Linked DNA regions of Sus scrofa: region 2 is linked to region 1. Evidence: chromatin contacts called from public Hi-C data. All regions are on one chromosome and are shown on one strand. Each heading gives the region's core, a stretch centred on a gene start, on an enhancer-like site or on the middle of the called end of the contact. The rest is flanking DNA. Distances are from core to core; before and after follow the strand shown.

Evidence for each region. Hi-C and Micro-C count contacts between places; a contact is called where the count stands out from the background.
Region 2: a contact with region 1 is called in a Hi-C map of embryonic fibroblasts, with 3 times the contacts expected there. The contact joins two enhancer-like sites. A contact is called at or near these places in 3 of 47 Hi-C or Micro-C datasets (embryonic fibroblasts and epiblast stem cells) and 1 of 2 datasets of contacts at active chromatin or transcription factors (alveolar macrophages).

The regions. Positions count from the first base shown.
Region 1 is chr10:43,364,246-43,369,848 of Sscrofa11.1, forward strand. The region is part of intron 17 of CUBN (cubilin); the gene reads right to left. Among named protein-coding and RNA genes, the nearest start is that of CUBN, 48 kb to the right of the region's middle. Within about 2 kb of position 2,181, at least 14 of the 83 cell types and tissues checked have an H3K27ac peak or open chromatin away from gene starts, as enhancers often do. A contact at or near this core is called in alveolar macrophages and embryonic fibroblasts, where this site is marked.
Region 2 is chr10:43,539,316-43,544,918 of Sscrofa11.1, forward strand. No RefSeq gene overlaps it. Among named protein-coding and RNA genes, the nearest start is that of VIM, 26 kb to the left of the region's middle. Within about 2 kb of position 3,041, at least 6 of the 83 cell types and tissues checked have an H3K27ac peak or open chromatin away from gene starts, as enhancers often do. A contact at or near this core is called in alveolar macrophages and embryonic fibroblasts, where this site is marked.

The DNA.
Region 1 (5,603 bases), core at 931-3,430:
AGACATGGCCTTAATATCACATAAGCTTCCAAAATTATTATTCAGCTTAGTACTTGCCTTCACTGGGATTAAAAATTAAACTTTCATTACTACCTTATGTGTCCTTCAGTCAGAGTTCTGATGGCTTCATTTGCTTATGAAATATTAATGAGAGCTGCTTCTTTTTATTCTGGAAAGATGGTTCTATCACATTCATTGAACCATTCTATATAATTTAAAAGCTCTCATCGACAAAAACAGATGGACCGAGAGTTGATCTATTCTTGCTATGCCTAATTCTTCTGCTACCAGCCACATCACATCACCTGGGGGCAATGTACACTTTTAGAACTGGAGATTGTATTTGCCGTAGCAATATAAATCCAAGAATTAATACATAAGTGTGTGTTTCCTGTTTAATAACAAAAGAAAAAGAAAGAGATGCTGCCATGAATCTGGGCAATACCACATTTGTTAAATAGTTATATTTCATTCTCAAAGAAATGTTTACGGAGCTCTCTTACAGAGCAAAAAGTCTTTCAAAACCAGACTCTATATGAAAGAGATACACTAGGCATTCGCATCTTAATCTACATTTAAAGGGCATGTTCTCATGGCAACAAGATATCTGGAACTACAAAAGGAGAAGATTTGAGATTCTTAAATCACATCTATTCAGACTCAAAAGAAAGGTTCCGACTATCATTCTCTCACCTCTCTCTAGAATTACCTCCCTATTCTTTGCTCTTTCTAAAACTTTGGGGGGGTGGTCTCTCTCTCTCTCTCTTTCACAAATAGAGTTGAGAAACGGCAAGGTCACCCTCCCTCCAAACCGCCAATGTATCTTAAATACCAGTCTCATTTTTTTTTTTTATTCCTTTGATAAAACATGGTCATTTTTAAGTATACCTTTAAAAAAATAAAACCACTATTTTGGGGAGCAATATGCTGAGTCATAATAAGGTCATTTGAATTGGATCCTTCCTGTATCACATTCTTCAATACCCACTGTCTGAAGCATATGAAAAGAAGTGGATGTACTTTTCCAAAAGAGGCTTAGTTCACAAATTTTCCCAATAAATAGATAAGATTACTGGCTAGAACTTTGATCGAAGCCATCACACACCTATCTAGAATACTCTGTAGATATATATAAATCCTGTTCTGACAATAACTAGAGTTAGACCTTGTGACCTCAATTTTCTCATTTGTAAAATTAAGGATTTAGATTAAATGACCTCTGAGGCCCTTGCTGGTGCTAAAGTTCTATAAATCCATTAGTTGTATTACTTTAAGACGGTCAAGGATACATTAGAAAAGTCTATTCAATTATTCAAATCACCGTACATGACCTGTCCTCCTAATAACAGAGTTCTTTTATTTTTTCCATTAATGACCCTTGAAGGAAATTTGATCGAGACTTTGTGGGTATGTGCGCACATCAGAATATTGATACTTCAATGGCCCACCATGAAAGGGCCTCATTGAATGTCTTCGAACTAATAAGTGCAAGACAGGAGTCAGCAATTTGGCCTGAGAACACTTTGCATTTCTACAATGGTTTTAACTTTTAATCTATTTTTATGATTTATTTCCTTGATGTATCCTTACAAAGTTTTGAGGAAAATGTAGGGTTTCTCATAGAGGTAGGAACTCAAGTATCCCAATAAAGACTTGTCCGAGGTTATACAGTCAGCAAACGTCTGAGTAAATTAAGAACTTAGACACAGCGGTGGGTGGAGATGGTAGAGTAGAAAGACCCAGAGGTCACCCTCTCCCATAGTCACACCAAGTTTATAACTATTCAGAGCAACTATCTATCCATGAGAATGACCTGAAGACTAGCAGAAAATATTTTCCACAACAAAAGATATAAATAAGGAACTATAATCAGACAGGTGGAAGTGTCAGAGACACAATACAGTTAAGACCCAGGCCCCCAGGGAGTTGCCCCACAAATGGGAGGATGCTCATAATCACATAAGTTCTTCCCAAGAAGTGAGGGGTCTCAGCTCCATATCCGACTCCCAAGCCCCAGGGGAACTACACTAGGAAGATGAGCCCCAGAAGGTCTGGCTGTAAAGGCCAGTGGGGCTGATGTACGTGAGAGACAGAGGGCCATGGGAAACAGAGATTCTGCTCTGAAAGAAAGCACGCAAAATCTCACATGCTATGAGTCATGGTGCAGAGGCAGTAGTTTAAAAAGAGCCTGAGTCAGACCTGCTTGCTGATCTCAGACAGGCGCCAGAGAGCCAGGAAGCAACTAGGACTCCTTGTGGGGACAAAGACATTGGTGGCAACCATTTTGGGGACCTCCTTCTACCACAAAGATACTTGTGCTGGCAAGGGCCATTTCAGAGTCTTCCCCCTAGCCTATTAGTACCAGGGGCTTATCTGACCACCAGTGGGCTGCCACCAGCATCAGCTCCTCAGTCCTGTATCCAGTCATCCCAGGACCTGGTCACACCCACCAGCAGACCGGCATCCACCCCAGGACCTCATAGGCCATGTGGCCAGTCATACAAGAACACAGCCCTACCTAAAAGTAGGCCCATCACCAGCTCTGAGACACCCCCCTCCAGCTATGTGGCCAGCCATGTAGGACCTAGCCCCATCAAACGGTGGGCCCAGCACTAGCTCAACAATACCTCAGGCCACATGGCCAGCCATACTGGGGCTTGGACCCACCCACTAGTGGGTTGGCAGCAACACAAAAAATCAGGCTTAAAAGCAAATGGGTCAGGAGTCAGTCCCACCTACCACTGTGCCCAGAGCAATTGGTTCTGTCACAACAGAAAGGGCCACTCAGCCCACAAAGAGGGCACTCCTAGAGCATATAGTTCTAGCATATTGACAAGTGGGGAATATGTAGCAGGCCCCATCAGACATCTCCTACATAAGGCCACTTCTCCAAGATTGAGAAATGTGACCTATCTACATAACACATAAAAATAAACACAGAGAATCTGGCAAAACGAGGAGACAGAGAAATATGTTCCAAATGAAGGAACAAGGCAAATACTCTGAAAAGGAACTAAACATAGTGGAGACAAGCAATCTACTCAATAAAGAGTTCAAGGTAATGATCTTAAAGATACTCAATGAACTTTGGAAAAGAATGATGAACACAGTGAGAAGTTTAACAGAGAAAATATAAAGAAGATAACAAACAGAGCTTAAGAATGCAATAACTGAAATAGAAAGTACACTAGAAGGAATCAATGAATCAGAAAACCAGAAGAGATAGTATTGGAAATCCCCCAGGTTGAAAACAAAAAAAAGGCTTTTTAAGAACGAGAACAGTTTAAGAGACCTCTAGGACAACATCAAGTGTAATAACATTCACATTAAAGGGGTCCAAGAAAGAGAAGAGAGATAGAAGGGGCAGAGAACTTATTTAAAGAAATAATATCTGAAAACCTCCCTAACCTGGGAAAGGAAAACAGACATTCAGGTCCCATAAGCACAGAGAGTATCAAACAAGATGAAACCAAAGAGGTTCAAACCAAGAACCTCTTAATTACATTGTAATTAAAATGGAAAAAAAAATAAAAAGCAAAGAGAGAATATTGAAAGCAGCAAGAGAAAAGCAACTCATTACACACCTGGGAATTCCCATACAACTATAAGCTGACTTTTCAGCAGAAACTTTTTAAGCCAGAAGGGAGAGTAAGAATATCTTTGAAGTGATAAAAAGAAAATACATACAATCAAGAATACTCTATCTGGAAAGACATTATTCAGATTTGAAGGAAAGATAGTTTTATAGACAAGCAAAAGCTAAAAGTGTTCTGCAACAGTAAGCCAGATTTACAAGAAATTTTAAATGGTATTCCATATAAATAGAAATGAAATCTGGAGTAGCAACACTTATATAAGACAAAATAGACTCTAAAACAAAGACTGAAACAAGAAAAAAAGAAGGGTATTAGATGATTGGGGATCAATCTGACAAGAAGGTATAACAATTATATGTATATATGCACCCAACATAGGCATACCTAAATACATAAAGCAAATATCAACAAATATAGAGGGAGAAATTGACAGTAACAATAATAGTCTTTATAGTTTAACACCCACTTACATCAATGGACAGATTATCCAGAGAGAAGATCAATAAGAAAACATTGGCCTTAAATGACACATTAGCCCAGATGGACTATACATAATGTTTGTATATAAATATTCCATCCCAAAGCTGCAGAATACACATTTTTTTTCAAGTGCACATGGAACATTCTCCAGGGTAGATCACATATTAGGCCACAAAACAAATTTCAATAAATTTAATAAGATTGAAATCATATCAAGCATCTTTTCTGACCACAACAGTATGAGACTAGAAATTGATTATAAGGAAAAAAATCTGAAAAAAAAGAAAAAAATACAAAGATGTGGAGGCTAAAAAATATGCTACTAAACTACCAATTGGTCACTGAAGAAATCAAGAAGAAATCAAAAAATACCTGGAGATGAATAAAAAATATAATCACAATGATCCAAAATCTAGGACACACATAAAAAACATTTCTAAGGCAGAAGTTAATAGTGATAGAAGCTTATCTCAGGAACTAAGGAAAATCTCAAATAAACAATCTAATTGTACATCTAAGGGAATTATAATAAGAATAACAAAAAAATCCCCATGTTTGTAGAAGGAAATAAATCGTAAAGATCAGAGCATAAATAAATGAAATTAAGACTAAAAAAATAGATCTACTCAAGACAATATCAGCAAACCAAATTCAGCAATACATTAAAAGGGTCACACACCATAATCGAAAGGAATTTATACCAGGAACAAAAGGATGGTTCAATATCTATAATGTAATCAATATGATAGGCAACATTAACAAAGAATAAAAACCATATGATCATCTCAATAGATGCAGAAAAACTTTTTGACAAAATTCAATACCTACTTATAAAAACTTTCAAGAAAGTGGTCAGAGAGGGCACATATCTCAACATAAGAAAGGTCATATATGACAAACCTACAGCCAACATCATACTCAACAGTTAAAAAAAAAAATGTTGAAATCATTTCCTTTATGATCAGAAATGAGACAAGGATGGTTACTCCCTCCACTTTTATTTCACCTAGTATTGGAAGACCTAGTCATAGCTATTAGACAATAAAAAGAAAAGGAATCCAAGTTGGAAAGGAAGCAGTAAAACTGTCAGTTTGAAGATATGATACTATATAGAGAAAATAGTAAAGATAACACCAAGGAAACTCTAGAACTAATGTATGAATTCAGTAAAGTTGCAGGATATATGATTAATGTACAAAAATCAGTTTCATTTCTGTACACTCATAATAAGGTATCAGAAAGAGAAAGTAAGGAAACAGTCTCATTTACAATTACATTAAAAGAATACCTAGGAATAAATCCAACCAAAGAGGTAAAAGACTTGTAGTCTGAAAACTATAAGATATGATGAAAGAAATTGAAGACAACAAAAACAAATGGAAAGATATCTATGCTCATGAATTGGAAGAATATTATTAAGATGACCATACTATCCAAAGCAATTTACAGATTTAATCTACAATTAAAATCAAATACCAATGGCATTTTTTTACAGAGCTAGAACAAATAACTCTAAACTTCATATGG
Region 2 (5,603 bases), core at 1,791-4,290, 180 kb after region 1:
CAGGGCATTGTTGTCATGTGGTAGCTGAGGCTGGGGTCATCGGAAGCCTTAACTGGACTGGACATAGAAGAAGAGGACTTCTTCATTCTTAACTCTCAGGCCTCAGTGTTCCTTGGATTCTTTCACTTTCCACATATTGTCTCATAATCCATGGCTGAGGCTCCTTACAGTATGGTCTCAGGAAAGGTATACTTCTTACAGTGTGACTTGCTGCTAAGAGACCGGAGCAGAAATGTCCAAATTTGATAATGCCTATGTCTGTAAATAACTCAGCATAATTTCCACTACATTCTCTCAGTCACAGAGAAGACCCAAATTCAAGGGTGCAGAAACAGACTCCACTGCTCAATGTGGGAGTGGCAAGGTCACATTATAGGAAAGCACGTGGAATGAGACAGAATGTTGGGGCCACCTTTGGAAACTATAGATTGCCATAGATACAAGGTACTCTGTTGAGATTGAAATCAAAAGTCTCAATCAAAACTGACTTGAGAAGATAAAGAAAACCTGAACAGTCTTTCTTAAAAGAAAATATTAAGAACAAATATCCCAACAATTGAAGTCTACCAAACATGTAATGTAGAAATTCCAGTTCATCCCAAACAGTTTTAAATCATAAAAATGAGAGAACATTTTCTAACTCATTATGTGAATATGGCATAACTTAATTCCAAAACTAGACAAAGACCCAGTAGGAAATGAATACTGCAGGTCAACTATATCCATGGATAGAGACGCAACTATCCTAACAAAACATCAGCAAACCAACTAGTGTTCGCTGTGGTTCTTTGAACAGCAAAAGATGAAATTAGATGTACAAGAGATTTATTTTGAAAGATAAAATGAAAGACATATGAATAGATAGGTAAGCCTTTAGGCTGACATCAGTGAAAGGAGAGAAGGAAGGATGGAGTACTAGGAGCAGCCTCGGACGGCAGTACAGATTTAAGTTTCAGCAAAGCCCGCAGAAGGTCCTCAAGTTAGTTGCTGGTTAAATGAGTTCCATGTGCCACAGGACTGGGTCAGTACTATTATCTTTACTGTGTTCAGCCAATAGTTTGGGGGCGGCCTAGGGGAAGTGTGTCCTTGACCCAAATGTAGTAGTGAATCCAGAGGAATGACACTGGGATCAGTTAGGTTCCTTGAAACAGGAGATGTTAAGTGATATAGTTTTCTTACCATTACACAAATCAAGCACTACATTTTTAAAACATATTTCTGTATTTTAAACATATAAAAATAAATGTTGAGGACAGCTCAGGGATATGAGATTATTTTAATATTAAAAACCAGTTTGGGAGTTCCCATAATGGCTCAGTGGTTAACGACTCCCACTAGGAACCATGAGGTTGCAGGTTCGATCCATGGCCTTGCTCAGTGGATTGAGGATCCAGTATTGCAGTGAGCTGTGGTGTAGGTCACAGACGCAGCTCAGATCCCACATTGCTGGGGCTGTGGCATAGGCTGCCGGCTGCAGTTCTGATGAACTCCTAACCTGGGAACCTCCGTATGCTGTGGGTGTGGCCCTAGAAAAGACAGAAACAAAAACAAAAACCGTATGATCTACTTAAGAGACACAGAAAAAAATTCCATAAAAGTCAACACCGAATTGTTATAAAAACTTTTAGCAAAATAGGAATATAGAGGCCCTTTTTTAAGTTGCGATGAGATAGCTAAAAGAAACCAAGAGTAAACTTGAAAAACAATCATGAAATAATGGAATTATTCCCTTTAAGACCAAGAAAAACAAGGATGCCCACTCTCTCTGCTCCTATCCAATACTGCACTACAGGAAAAAAAAAAAAAAAAGATTAAAAGCATAATGACAGAAAGAAGAGATAAAACTGTCATTAATTGCAAAGAATATCACTGCTTCTTTGAAAAAACTACCCACAGACAAATTACGTGCAAAGAAAAGCAAAGGGATGAGAAGAAATAAGACACTCTTTTAGATGAACACTACCTCGGAAAGATATGCCTTACCAGATAGGACTCGAGTAAAATAAAAGGGTGTAATATCGGTGTAGAGATAGACCTCAAGGGAATATCATAGAGCACGCCCCCCCAAAACCCCATGCATCTTAGTTTGGTCTATGATAGCAAAATATCATAAACTGAGTGTATTAAACAACAAACATGTATTTCTCACAGATCTGGAGACTGAGAATTCCAAGATCAAGGTGCCGGTAGATTTGGTATCTGATGAGAGCCCATTTCCTGGTGTGCAGATGGCTGTCTTTTCCCTGGGACCTCCTATGGCAGAGAGAGTTAGAGAGAGACTGAGAGCTGGCTTCCTGGTCTCTTATAAGGGCACTAATCCTATTGTGCGGACCCCATTCTTATGACCTCATCTAACCCTAATTACCTCCAAAGGCCCCTCCACCTACCTTCACACTGGGGTTTAGGGCTTTCAACCTATGCATTTTGAGGGGACAGAGGCATTCCCTTCATCACACCAAGTACATGGAAATTTGCTTTATGATAGACTGGGCACTGTTCTAACCATCTAACTGGAAAATCATGGAGAGAAGGACCCTTAAATGGGAGATATACCATTGTATATCCAAAGCTTTTCCTGAAGCCTTTCTATAAGAGAGAGCCAACCTTCTCTTTCAGCCCCCGTCGTCCTGAATGTGAAGCAACATATACCTTGAAAAAGAGACAATGACTGGATGGTTTTCGCATCCCTTGAGGTGCCAAAGATTTTCTTGACAATTCAGAAATTCCATACCTAATAGCTCACCGTCCAAAAGCAAAATTAATTTTATATTAACATAAAGTCTAACATTAACTATAGGAAGCTTGCATTATGTTTGACCATCTCCAAAGCCTTTCTTTTCCCACTCATTGTCTATTTCACCCCAGCCAACAAATCCCATCTTTCAATTCCAATTAAATGTGGATAATATAGACCACCAACAATAGATGTAGGGTCACGGATCGAGTCAGATAACTGAATGTTCTCCTCATCATCTCCAGACAAACCCTCTTTCTGCCTGTGACTCATGGATCTTACACTGGTTTACTGTGAGAACTAAACATGGAGAGGTTGACGCTGTCCCCAGGTGGCAGATGGGGTGAACTGCCTATGAAACGATGCAATCAGCTCCAGGCAGAATACATTTCAAAATGTTTCTCCCTGTGGAGTTTGACAGAAACAGGCAATTTTTGCTCTAACTGCCATGTGTTTCAGCAAATCACACTGGCTGTTCTGAGGGGTCAACTTTCAGGCCCACCAGGGACTGTTTGAGTTCTTTGGCGTCAAACTGCCAGACCGGAGCTGAAACAGAATGTCACTCAGGCAGTTCCAGTTTGTTCTACTCAAGAATTTGTTATACTCAGACCAAGGCCTGGCTTTCAGTACCGAGGGGTAATGACATTTCTTGGCTTGACCATAAAGTCCTCTTGACCATATCATGCTGATGAGATTTTAGTTTCTGCTTACATGAGATTTTGTAATGGGAACAGCATCTAAAATGGTTGATAAGAAAAAAATACAAGGTGACCTATTTCAAAGCAGCTCTATGTTCATGTGATTTGGCCAATGGACCTTCTTTTAAATGGATCTATTAATCAAGTTGGAATTCGTAAAATGTGAGCCCCCCCAAAAGTTTGTAAAATGTGAGACCACCAAAATGACACAAAGTTTTAATCCCAATACTGTTTTTATGTGTGTGTGTGTGTTCTAAAAATATGCTATAATCATGTTTCTGCCAAGGATGGACTATTGTCTTTAGGCCAAAGCTTGAGAAGATAAAGTATAGCATCCAATTAGCTGCCCAGAGGAGAAAGAAGTATGTTTTTTCCCAAAACAATTTTTTATTGAATTATTAGGATGTTGTGTTAGTTTCAGGTATACAGCAAAGTGATTCAGATATATATATTTATATTCTTTTTCAGATTCTTTTCCATTATAAGTTATTATAAGATAGTGACTATATTTCCCCGTGCCATATAGTCAGTTCTTGTTGGTTATATCTTTTATATACAGTAGTGTGTATCTGCTAATCCCAACCTAATTTATCCCTTTCTCCTTTGATAACCATAAGTTTGTCTTCTACATCTGTGAGTCTACGTCTGTTTTGTAAATAAGTTCATTTGCATCATTTTAAAAAAGATTCCACATGTTAAGTGATATCATATATTTATCTCTGTCTGACTTACTTCACTTCGCATGAAAATCTCTGGGTCCATCCATGTTGCTGCAAGTGCCATTATTTTCACTCTTTTTAATGGCTAATATTCCATTGTGTATGTATATGGAATTATATATTCCATTACACACACACACACACACCCATATCTTCTTTATCTACTCCTCTATGATGGACATTTAAGTTGTTTCCAGGTCTTGGCTATTGTAAAGAGTGCTGATACAAACATTGGGGTGCATGCATCTTTTCAAAGTAGAATTTTTTTTTTCCCAACATATAACCATGAGATTGCGGGATTATATGGTAACTCTATTTTTGGTTTTTAAGGTACCTCCATACTCTTCTCCATAGTAGCTGGACCAAGAAACATGCATTTTAAGGGCAGAGAACCTCCAAAGCTATAACATGGCCCGAGCATACTAACCTGAGTAAGCAGGAGCTGGATCGCCCTTGGGAAATGGGTGTCCACACCGTTGGGCACATGTGTAGTCTCCAAGTTTGCCACTGTGGCCATTCTGTTTAGCTAGCTATTGTTCAGTTCCAAGGTGGTGGATCATGATGGCTGGCTAATGTCAACTGCAGAGTCATTCTGTCTACATGGTTGTTCAGTGTTTCTTCTGTGGTGGGATGCTTTCTGGCTGGCATTAATTGATACAAAAATTTTCACACTGTGCATCTCCCATAGTCCCCTCCATATGCCTCTCCCTCAGCCCTCCTTGTATCTAAGGGTCCAGGCCTCTTCTTTCCAGGCTCTTGGCCGGCTAGCCACGCTGTAGGTCTCAGGCCAGGAATCTCTATATAGTCTGACTTTGAGCTGCTATGCCTTCTATGCCAGATGTGTCACTGGCATCCCTACTCATTAGGAAGAGCTTTGCTCCCATCCCCACCCTACTGTCTTTCAAGGCCATCTGGATGTGGCTGCAGTAGAGCCACCAGGTATTCCAGCTTCTACCCACAAACTGAGCCCAACCACCTGTACACCAAGTGCAAGTTTTTGCTGGTTTTATGGCACTTCTTCCCCCACATGGCCCCAGGAGAGCTGGAGGTCTACAAGGAAGGCCTACCAATGCAACCACAGACGGTGACACGGTGTCTGGGCTACCAGCTCCTGCAGCTTACCTGCGCTCTCTGGTCCAGCTCAGGCTCGATTCTGTATGTATCATTTCCATCCCTATTAGGGTCCATGGTGAGAGCTGTTGCTCAGAAGATGTAGAATTCTCCATTGCAGATGATATGGACTTTCTTTAGAACTTAGGGGTCTGCATAATTCTTCTCCCACTAGGACTTCCCGTAAATTACACCATGGACTCGTCCAACAGGAAAAAGTCAGCTGGATTGTATGGGCAAAGCATCAAGGCTCTTATACCACCTGCTGCAGACACTTATCCTGCTCTGGGCTCCACAGAGCGGGCAGCCTTGTGTGTTACCTGGTGTTTGGATCAGAGCATC